Linked DNA regions of Gossypium hirsutum: region 2 is linked to region 1. Evidence: chromatin contacts called from public Hi-C data. All regions are on one chromosome and are shown on one strand. The core of a region is the stretch at or near the end of the contact, and the rest is flanking DNA. Distances in the headings are between cores, read along the strand shown.

Region 1 (6,053 bases), core at 1,434-3,933:
GGCAAAAGAACGAAGAGTACAAAAGATGGAGATAAAACTAAACCCCAAAAACCCGAAAACAAAGAACCCTCAAAATGTAAACACAAAATTCTCTAAATGTGTTATGAGTTCTAATCTCTAATGAGTGTGTTTTTCTAAGGTTGTAAAAGAGCCTATTTATAGGCTAAATTCATATGTCAAATAATAATAAAATAATCTAAACTAATCATTGTTTGACTGAAATAAATAAACAGAGTTTAACTAAAAGATTACTTTTCAAATTTGACTGAAAATAGGAGTCATACTTAACACCAAAAAACCCCATCATTGAATCTTGAACCCGAATCCTACCAATAAACCTTGAACTCTAAACTCAAATCTTTTCTCAAACCCTAAACCCAAACATTGAACCATGAATTTTAAACCATAAAGTCAAAACTCAAAACCCCAAACCTAAACCTTAAACAAACTAAACCTTGAACTTGGAATCCCGACCCTGCATAGGATTCAAGGTTCAGGTTCAGGATAAAAAAATTTACCAAAATTATATATCGATGACATAAAAAAAATTACTGAAATTTCATTAAATAATTGAAAAGGACCATGAATGATGCGGTGGGAAGGATCCATAAAATAATTTCTCGTTTCGAGAAATAATTGAAAAGGGACCATAAATGATATGGTGGGAAAGGTCCATAAAATAATTTCTCTTTAAACAATAAAAAATTTAAAAAATATTTTAATTAAAAATTATTTAAAGAATAATTTTAAAATTATTTTTTTTTCAAGATTTTGGAGATATTTATTAATATGTTAAATATTATATGATTTTTTTTAAACCAACCAAATTTAGGATGAATATTTTTCACAACTATATTTATTTTTTTCTTTTATTAATGGCATATTCAGTTATCTTTTTTCTTTGTCTTTTGAATATTTAAAAACTAAATTGCGTGTTTAACTTCAAATGGAATAAATTGCTCATGACCTAATTATATATTAATGAAAATAGCCAACATTATTATTAGCTGTATATGTAAAACTTTTAAACTGATTAAAATTTTACTATTAAAAATCATAAATATTAAGTAAAATAATTAAATTAAGCATAGAATTATTTTTTTAAAATATAATGTTACATGCATTAAAAATAAAATAATTTGTATTAAATGTTGCAATGGTTTAACTTTTCTTAACATATAATGGAAAACATTAATACCATAATAAATATATCCATTTAATTGATTAAAAATGTGATAAATATATTAAATTATAAATTTAATGAGATTTAAAATTAAAATGCTACTAAATTTAGCATACAAAGCAAGATGGATATTTCTTTGGAAAACGATAAGCTCTCTGAATCTCAGTTTTTTGATGATTGGGAAACGAAAAAAGTTTGGTTTAAAGAGCGGGATGGTGATGTTCATGTTGAAATCGTTATGGATCTGGTTTCGCTACCAAAAGTATCTTGGAAACAGATGCTGCTGGGGATAGGGGTTTCAGTTCAAGAGGAAGGGCCCCAATCTAATGAATTTGATATTGTTGAAGATTTGGAATTTCTAGAAGGAGATGTTAAAAAATCCATGGTCAATGGACTTTCGGCGATAGAGTTCTCGGATCGTATCCAATAGATCCTTTTTAAGGATATGGAGACAACGTTTGTGGTGAAGCTATTGGGGCGTAATATTGGTTACATCACCCTGTTTAATCAGGTCAGTAGCTTATGGCATCCTTCTAAATTGTTCCATCTAATGATACAGACAACGGTTATTTCCTAGCTAAACTTCAGTGTATTGAAGATTATAATAAAGTGCTCACGTAAGGACCATGGAGAATATATGGTAAATATCTCATTGTTCAGCCATGGACAATATTTTTCAACCCCAAGAAATCTTACCCGAATGTAGTTTTCGCATGGATCAAAATGTCGGTCTACCGGGTTTTATGTGCAAAAAGAGAATTCTGGAAGCAGTGGGAATATTGGTTGGCAAAGTGGCCAAACTTGATTTCAACACTGACAACAAAACTAGGGGTCATTTCGCTAGAATGATCGTTTTTGTAATCTTGATAGACCGTTAGTGTCCCAAGTGTTGGTGAATGGAGAATTGATAAGGGCGGAGTATGAAGCCTTGCCAACCATATGCTCTTTATGTGAAAAATATGGTCACCTGAAGGAGACGTGTCCTTCGTTAACGACAGAGATGAGCCTTAAGACTGGGATAACCAGTGATAACTTGAAGCCATCAAATTCGACAATCGGTGGTAAGAGATCAGCGTTTGGACCATGGATGGTGGTGGAGCGAAAAATACGACGAGGATGGAGGAATCAGCGTAATCAGAGGGGTGGGGTAAAAAAAGGTAACTTTGGGGTCAAGATTTTTTACCTTAAATGGATTGGACAATCTGAATATAAGTGATGGGGATGGGGATGTTATGATCCCTGATGATTTTACTACTAAATTAAAAGGTAAGGAAAAAATTTTTTGCGCGTTTAATGGGGAAAGATACGTTAGCTTTAAAGAAAGGAGATGCTGGACTGTTAATGCATCCAATTAAGGGTGTGGGCAGTGGATCACAAGGAAATGATTCTAGGTCTGATGGGTTGGGTGAGAAAATAAATGGGGGTCTAGGCCAAACCTAAATGGAGGCGACCCTAGCGTTTCTAATAACAGTGCAAGCAGTGATACCAATTTGGGTTGGGAAAACTAGGTGTGAGGGTGGTCAGAATAATAAGGCTGAGCTAGATTTAGGCTTACGACCCATGAGACAAGTGGTTAAGGACCTAGGTAAAAGACAAACTAAAACAGGCGGTCCAAGAGATAATGAGATTGGGCTCAATATCACTGGGTCTAATACGATGCGCATTCTTAATGGTAAAATTGATGGGTTGCACGAGAATTGTAACAAACCAAAAATGATAGTGGTTGATTTGAATGCCATTAAGCAATTGGGGAACTTATTTAATGACCCACCACAATCCTCTAATTTATCAAATGGCCCCTTTGTGACTACTACGTATTTCAATCATACTTTCGAAGAATCAGAAGGAATGGCGATGGCTTTAGATGGAAATGTTCTTGATTTAAGGAAGTATTCGACGATCATTTTCAAAAAAATTCTAATCCAATAATGGACAAGCATTAGGGAACGGTAAAAATGATAGTATTGTAAAAGGAATCTTTACACCCAAAGTGCTAGGTTTAGGTGTTAAAAGTGGACCGAGCCATAGTGATAAAAAATTTAATCGAACTATTCAAAATCGTAGGGCTAGCTTTAAATTAGTTGGCACTGCCTGTGTTCCTCTATCTGATTCTATGAATTCTTTAGGGTTCAGAGGGTTGGCAGGATATAGAGTCAGGGGACTCTAAGCAGTAAGGTAGGTTTTTTTCCTTTCCTATTTTTTATGAATTTGACAGTTTTCTCTTGGAATTGCCAGGGATGTGTCAGTCCAAAATTTCTCTGCATCTTCCGTGAATACAATAGAGAGTACAAACCTAAAATTGTTAGTTTACTGGAAACAAGGGTAACTGGTTTTAAAGTTGATAAATTTATTACTAACTTGGGTTTTCAATTTTCACACAGGGTGGAGGCTATTGGTTTTCTAGAGGTATTTGGGTAGGTAGAAAGGACCCGTTTTCTATTGAAATTCTTTGCAGTAACCCTCAATTCATCTATATTTGACTTCTTAGGACTAGTTTTGTATTGCCTTTTCATATTGCTTTTGTTTACAGAAGCCTAGATAGGAAAAAGAGGAAGAAATTTTGGGAAAGTCTTACTTCCATTATTCCGTACGATAATACCCTATGGATGGCGATTGGTGATTTTGATGCTCTGGTTCTTCTAGTGATAAGAAAAAAGGGCATACAGTTGGGAAAGGTTGTCTATTTAATGATTTTCTTGAGAAGTATTTTTTGTAGGATTTAGGTTTCAAGAGGCCTCCTTTCACTTGACACCAGGGTGAGCTTTATGAAAGGCTTGATAAGGTAATTGGTAATGATACTTGCCTGTGATCTTTTTCGTACTGCTCTGTCACTCACCTCTCAAAGGTCAAGTCAGATCATAGACCTTTCAGATTCCTAGCTGGTTGGATTGAACACCCTAAATTTTTAGATTTTGTCAATGAGAAGTGGTGCTTCAAAGGTAGCATAGCTGAATCTTTAAACTATTTTACTGATAACATTAAAAATTATATTCATTCTATGTATGGTCTTATTCAGACCCGTAAGAGGAAGTTGATGCAAAGATTCTCTAATGTTAAAAGGGCCTTAGAAAGCTCTGATTCTGTGCATTTAAGTATTCTGGAATCCCAGATGCGAGAAGAGTTGGAATGTATCCTCCACCATGAAAATTGTTATGGAAGCAAAAACCTAGGTGTGATTAGTTGTAATTTAGGGATCGGAACACTAAATTTTCCACTCTCGTACAATTCAGAGGACGAATCACAATAAAATCACAGCTTTAAAAAATAAAGGTGTCTGGATCTTTGAAGATGAGGTTCTTCAGTTTGAGGCAGTTAAATTCTTTCAAAAATTATATAGTGAGCCTCCGAAATGCTCGAGAGGCTTACCCTCTAGCTCATTTCTAAAATTGATTCTAATGATGATGTATTCTTGAGTAAAGCAACACCGAATGAAGAATTTAGGGTGCCTTTGTTTGACATGGCTCTATTGAAAATGCCCGAATGTGATGGTTATCATGCACTCTTTTTTCAGAGTCAATGGGAGCAGATCGACGGGGCTGTCTGCGCGTGGGTCAAAATTTTTTTTGATGGTCAAGCTATCGAAAGGAAGCTTAATAATAATTTACATGTGCTTATCCCTAAGGTTCATAATCTGAGAGCTTTACACAGTTTCGCCCTGTAAGCTTGTGTTTAGTTCTCTACAAATTGGTCATGAAGATTATTACAAATAGATTTAAGATGGTTTTTCCTAGAATCATTGGACCAGAACAAGCCGATTTTCTTTTTGGAAGGAACATCACAAATAATATCATAGTGGCCCATTAAGTTATCCATTCAATGCATATAAAATACAAAAAATGGATAACCATTAAGATTGATTGGAAAATGTCTACGACCGAATGAGTTGGGAATTCATAGATGCCTCCCTTCAAGTAGTAAAAATTCCAGATTTCTTTCGAAATGTCATTATGTCCACTATCACCAATTTCACTATGTAAATCTTGTGGAATGGAGTACCTACTCAAAAATTCAGTCCAGTTAGAGGCATTAGACAAGGGTGTTCTCTGTCCCCTTACCTTTTTGTTCTATGCATGGAACGGTTGGGTCACAATATTTGTTCGGTTATAAACTTTGGCCTTTGGTCTCCCATTAGCTTATACAGGTCAGGTTCGACTCTTTCTCACTTATTATTTTGTATATGATCTTGTTATCTTTGGGAAAACTGATGTGAGTCAGGCTAGATTAATTAAAGATTTACTGAATAATTTCTGTGGCTATTTTGGGCATCGGGTCAATGCTCATAAGTCGAACATTTTCTTCTCCAAAGGCATGAATGAAGATTTGGTAGGACAGCTTTGTGATATGCTTGGTTTTCGGAAGGTTTACAATTTAGGATTGTACTTGGAAATCCCTCTTCTCCACGAAACGATTACCATTAGTTTCTTGAAGTTTGTGGTGGAAAAAGTATAATCAAGGCTTCAAAAGTGGGATGCAAGGCAACTATCTCTACCTGGCAAAGTTGCTTTATCTTAATCGGTTCTTCTTACAATCCTTAGCTACTTCATGCAATCCTTGAGGATTCCCCAAGGAATATGTGACAAAATTGACAGTGTTATTAGACAGTTTATATGAGGGTCGGTTGAAGCAAGTAAAATGATAAGTGTTAAAAGTAACATGTTTTCATCTCACTCCTAATGCATTTTTAGGTGATTATTTGATGTTAATGGTGAATTTTATGGTCCTAATCCTTTAAATTCATATTTTTATACTTAGGAGAGTATTTGGGAGCAAAATGGGAGAAAAATAAGAAAAAATTGAAAAATCAAAGTAAGGTACATAAGCCACACGGGTTTACCTCTTCCACACGATCATGTGAGCCACACAGCCTGCC
Region 2 (6,053 bases), core at 1,591-4,090, 74 kb after region 1:
AAAAACTAAAATTAAAAGTAAAATAAAGTAAAAAGAAATAAGAAAATAAAGTATAAGAAAATCAATGAGGAAAAACTCTAGGCAAAGTAAATTCCCCATTTGATTCAAAGGTTTGATCATTGATGCAAAGATGAATTTCTATGTTCTTTAATGAATTGGTTATAGTTACTGACAATCACCTAGTAACCTAATATCTTCTTAACTTCTCAATAATCAAGACAATCGTCATTAATTTATCAATAGCTTTAAGAACGATAAAGACTCAATTCTAACCAATTATTGCACAAGAAAGGTTTATTTAAGTTAAATCGCATGCCCACACTACACAAATAATCATGTAGCCGTTACAAATATTAGAAATAAATCGATCAACTAATTATCTAATTGACAAAGAAATCATTCTAAGCTATCAATACTAGTCAAATATTTAACAAACCTGGGCAATTATAATTAAACTAGAAAACTTTCAAGTACTAAAGACCAAAGAAAAATTTAAGAGCAATTCTATCTTTTACAAACTTGTAGAATCAAACTTCAAATATTAGTTCAACTAGAAAAGAGGGTTTAGAAACCCATAAAATAAAATTAAGAACAACTCGAATTACAAGACTGTCTTGTGTTTTAAGTTATGAGCTCGTGAACTTGGGATCGCTTAATGAAATATTTTTGGTAGTTTAATCTCGATCTAGTGAGAAGTCTCATTGCATTAATGATGAAATGTACATTCATATTATATGGTGATTCATGAATTTGAGCATTCATGAACTATAAATAGACATTAATGTTATAACATAGATTCATGAATTAGGTACATTCTTGTATTCATGAATTAGGACTCTACTTTTTATTACTAAATACCATAGACCGGAACCATGAAGTTATTTTCTTTTATAATGATAGTTTTCTTTTCTTATTATCATTTTTGTTAAGGGTTCTTTCCTTTTAATTTATATATCTTTTAAAGCATTTTCACTATTAGTATGATGGTCATAATTTGAGTTGACAAAACATGCTTGAGCCTGAAAGTTCGTCCATGCCGATTTGAGTCTAAGAAAGCTCGAGGCCTAAATTATCTAAGCTTGAGACCAAACCAAGCTCAAGCCCCACATCTATCCGAGTTCAAGCTCAAGATAAATCCAGTCTAAAACCTAAAAAAGTCTAAATTATAAAAATATATTTTAAATATTATATAATTATATTAAAATTAAATAACAATACATTTTTATGTTAAATTATAAATTAAAATAAATTTTAAAAACATTATTTATGAATATAAAATCATTTTTTATAGCAATTATTATACATGTATAATAAAGATTCAAATTTACAAAATTTAAATTTAATGATAATATAAAATATATTAATTTAATGATATGAAAATCATATTAAGTCTAAAGAATTCATCTATCAAATTTGTTAAATTTTTGTTAATGAAAAATCATATTTGTATGTATTCATTGTCCCCATAATACGAAAACCTCTTAAATGGTTAATTTGACACATTTGGATGAATACTAGCTTCAATTATTAAAAACCCATCAAATAACATGGACAAACTTTGGATAATTCTTTTTTTATATTTTATAATATTTTTTTTACATTATAACATTTTATTATTTTTGTAGTTGTTACAATTTTTTATTAATTATCGATAATTGTTATCATTTTATCATTTTATAATATTTTATTTACATTATAAATTTTAATTTTTTATAATATTCTGAACTACATCTAGAAATAACTAGACAAATAGGTATCTAGATTCAAATAAACTCAAACCTTCATTTGCCTAGGTTCATTCTAAACGTGCATTTTTAATACTTTTTTTTTTTATAAATTTTGGGATTTTAGTTTTTAGTATATGGTACATGAAATGTCACATCAATATTCTTGTCTAGGTGGTATTTCATGTGTTATTGTAGATTTTATTAAGCGTCTATTAATAATCAAATTGATTAATGACGGTTTTTATTATCGAAAGGCCTAATTAATTTTATTTTGGTAATTGAGAGCTAAATTGATTGCATTCTTAAAGATTTTTTTTAAATACTAATGATTTTTTAATATTCAAAATTTAATAATAAAATAAAAATTATTCAAAAATCAATTTAATAATATAATAAATAATAAAAATATTTTTATCAATTTAATTTTTTCCCAGTTCAGATAAATAAAATTTATATGCATATTATATAACCATAAATATTACGTAGAAATAAACAAAAGAGAAATATCACTATACGTATCATATAATAATATTAATTATGTTAAAACAATATATGGATACAGTTTTTAGTTTATATAAAATAAATTTATATTGTGTAAATATGATGCAAAAAGTTACCAATCATAGTCTACAAATTGATGGTGCCCAAAGTCTTTTATACTGAATTTTCTTGGCCGCCAATGTTGTGAAATTGAAGCATTCAGTTGTTTTGGAATTTCAGTATATCTCGTAAGTAACAATTCTGTAGAAAACTTGTTGTATTAAAATTGTTGGAGAATTAAATACTGATTGAAAAAAATAATAATTTATCTCATTTCCAATTTAAATAGTTGGATATGTACAAAAAGGATAATATAAAATAGATGCATCATCATCAGCATCGTCTATGAAATTGGACCTTCACCCAACCAGTGACTTCTTTTTTAAAATTAAAAAACAGGTTGCCCCCCTTTTTCTGAATAATTATTATTTCCGCTCTGATCCCATACGATACGGGAGCAAGAGTCCAAGATTAGGACCACTCACATTGACCCGCGTTCCCATTTCCCATTCGCTGTTTCAAATCAATTATGCTGACGTCAGCAGGCGCTTTAAACTAGTATTAAAAGAGGAAGTAACATCACCCAAAATAAAACGCATCTTTGTTTGGTGTTCTCTTCGGGGGGGACTCTCTGTTGGCATCGCAGAGCGGCCTACCTCTTCCTCTTCCTCCTCCTCCTCCTCCTCTACGACAATTAAAACAAGAAATTCAAACCTCTCAATTTTTTTTCTTCACATCCATATTCATTAAAATCTTAGATTAGATTATTCCCACTTTGTGTTTTTCTAATTGCGTTGAATATGGATTGTGAATTAAAGAAAGATTGTCACGATGGAATTGTCGTTAATGGCGGAAGCGATGGCCTTTTACTCTCACATGCCAACAGCAACAAGCTCATTATCGATACCGATCCCGGGATTGGTCAGTTTCGCTCCTTTTTTTTTTTTTTTTTTACTTTTTCTCTGGTTGGCTACCAATTTAGTTGCATAAACTAGAATTATAATGAAATAGGAAACAATTTTACTTTTTCAATTTATATTTGTCCTGGGAGTTTTATTTTGGGATAAGCCATAAAGTTTGATTTAAAAAGCTACGTTGACTCTCTCTGTCTATATAGAAATGTTTTATTCGAGGGGCGTGTGATGAGATCTATATAGGAAAGTTTCGAGTTTTGACATGTATATAATGAAACCGGAAAATTTTTATTAAATTATACAAGGAAGTGAAAACAATATGGAGTGGATTGATTGATTGGCAGGATTAGATATGTAGAGATTTTGTTTGAGTTTGACCCTGAGCAATGTATGAATGCGTTTGTCATTTGATTAACAGATGATAGCATGGCGATCTTTATGGCATTTCAAAATCCAGAATATGAGATCTTAGGTTTGACCACCATATTTGGCAATGTCCAAACCGAAGATGCCACTCGTAATGCCTTACTTCTGGTACGTGCTTCTCATTTCTGGTTTTCATATGCATTTGGAATACGTTCATGATTTTATCCTCTTTTCGAGGTGCAAAAGGATAGTGTGAAATCGCAGGGCGTCCTGATGTTCCTGTAGCACAAGGCAGCCCCGAGCCGCTTACGGTAAATGCTTCAGTTTTCCCTTTCCTAAATTACAATGTAATTCCATGGGAATACTAACGGACCTCGCTGCAGTTGTTAACTTGCTTTATTGTGCCTTGATATTCTTCTTTTTTTTTTTTTGGGGGGGGGGATTACTATATCTTTTATTTACCATAGCCTAATTGTGGTTGATTTGTATGGAAAAGGGTGGGAGGCCGATTGTTGCCGACTTTGTTCATGGCTCTGATGGACTGGGGAATATATTCCTATCTCCTCCAAAAACTAGCAAATCTGATAAGGCTGCCTCTGAATTTTTAGTTGAGAAGGTTTCTGAATATCCTGGTGAAGTATCTATACTAGCACTTGGACCACTCACAAACTTGGCACTGGTAAGACCTTGCTACTCTCTTATCAATTTCCTCCATTTTGGTTATAGGCTTCGCAGGTAAGTGCTTAAACACAGTTCTCTTTTTTTTAAATCCAGGCAATCAAAAGGGACTCTTCCTTTGCGAGCAAGGTGAAGAATATGGTTGTACTTGGTGGCTCATTCTTTGCATTAGGAAATGTAAATCCTGCTGCTGAAGCAAATGTAAGCACAAAAGGATCCTAAATTTGTTTCTTACTACAAGCTCCATATTATCATTCTTCCTTTTGAAAAAGTTTAGTTTCCAAGGACAAGCTACAATCTTTCGAAGTTGACCTTGTGTTTCTTTGAAAGTATTACTAATCGAAGGTCTTTCATGATCGGTCATCACTTTATTAGTACTAGGGAAGCTGGCTTGAGCGTTTAATTCATTTTGGAGGGGAAACTTCCTTTTCAGTTGAAAACTTGTTTAATTTCTTTTGCTCGGCTTATTAGTCAATCCCTCGATCTCATCGTGATCATGGTCTCGCCTTAACCTTTACAAGATTGAGTTGCAACCGGCTAGTTAGCAAACGACATTAGTTTTCACTTGAGCAACCCTCCATTAAGCAACTCTGAATTTATTTGTCTGACTACAGATTTATGGGGACCCTGAAGCAGCTGATGTTGTGTTTACGTCGGGAGCAAATATCGTTATCGTTGGACTAAACATTACTACCCAAGTCCTAATGACAGGTGAGAACTTAGCTGTCATTCTTCTTAGTAAACAAGTTTCATTTGCTTTTATATTTGAGGTAGTCATCTTGACAATGGAACATCATCTTTTTATCCGATAGACGTTGACCTCCTCGAATTGAAGCAATCAGAGGGGAAATATGCTCAGGTTCTATGTGACATGTGCAAATTCTACAGAGATTGGCATGTGAAGTCCGACGGTATACATGGTATATTTTGAAATCACCAACTGATTTTCTTGTGTTTCCTCCTCACCTTCTGAATTTTATTCATTTTAAGGGAGTAACAATGAAAAATTTTCGTACCAGGGATATTCCTCCATGATCCTGTTAGTTTCATGGCTCTAGCTCGGCCCGATCTCTTCACATACAAGAAGGGAGTGGTGAGGGTCGAAACGCAGGGCATATACAAGGGGCATACCTTGTTGGATCAAGGATTAAAAAGGTATTCCAAGACAAGTATTTGCCAATTAGTACTATCATAAAATGCAATTAGATTTGCTAGTGTGGTTACTCATGTTGGTGATATGATTTGGTGCAGATGGAATGGAAGCAATCCATGGACAGGCTATTCCCCAGTATCCGTTGCATGGACAGTCAATGTGGATGAAGTCCTTAATTATATTAAACAACAGTTGATGAAACCATGAAACAAAAAGCTGGAAATACTCACTTGACAATTAAAAAGATGTCCTCAAGATTAGATCACCTTTGAAATTGATTTCTGCTTAAAGGTCCCTTTGTAGTTTATTCCCTTCTTGCTTTACCCATTTCTGGGGTTAAAAAGCTAATAATTGTTCTCGTATCTGTTCTTTAATGGAAACATAAAAAGGGAACATTCGGTTCGATCCTCAACCAATCAGAAACACTGTAAATGATAAGCTTCATTATAGATATTCAATGTTAAGGTCGGGATCTTTACTCCAATTCTTGATGCATTGCAACACGATAGCTTCAAATTTCTATTACGTCCTTGTTCCATGCAAGTATCTGTGATCCTTGCTTGGACCATTGGGATCGAATCCACTGTAAAATTAGGAGACCATGCCTGTAAAAACATGTCATCTTATAGCCGTGGTTTAAATTTTTTCTTGAAGTTGTACAAATTCACCATCGTA

Evidence for each region. A called contact is a pair of places that touch in the nucleus more often than the background predicts.
Region 2: a contact with region 1 is called in a Hi-C map of leaf, with 1.7 times the contacts expected there. The contact joins the promoter of LOC121216165 here to the enhancer-like site in region 1. A contact is called at or near these places in 9 of 34 Hi-C or Micro-C datasets (anther, callus, leaf and 1 more).

What each region holds. Positions count from the first base shown.
Region 1 is chrD04:36,661,393-36,667,445 of Gossypium_hirsutum_v2.1, forward strand. No RefSeq gene overlaps it. Among protein-coding and RNA genes, the nearest start is that of LOC121216023, 7.3 kb to the left of the region's middle. Within about 2 kb of position 2,684, at least 7 of the 9 cell types and tissues checked have an H3K27ac peak or open chromatin away from gene starts, as enhancers often do. A contact at or near this core is called in leaf, where this site is marked.
Region 2 is chrD04:36,735,634-36,741,686 of Gossypium_hirsutum_v2.1, forward strand. LOC121216165 (uridine nucleosidase 1) reads left to right here and starts at 2,841. Exons shown (of 9, transcript XM_041091501.1): 1 at 2,841-3,188; 2 at 3,600-3,715; 3 at 3,799-3,858; 4 at 4,044-4,226; 5 at 4,322-4,426; 6 at 4,840-4,936; 7 at 5,038-5,145; 8 at 5,245-5,380; 9 at 5,477-5,862. The coding sequence starts at 3,068. The coding sequence ends at 5,585.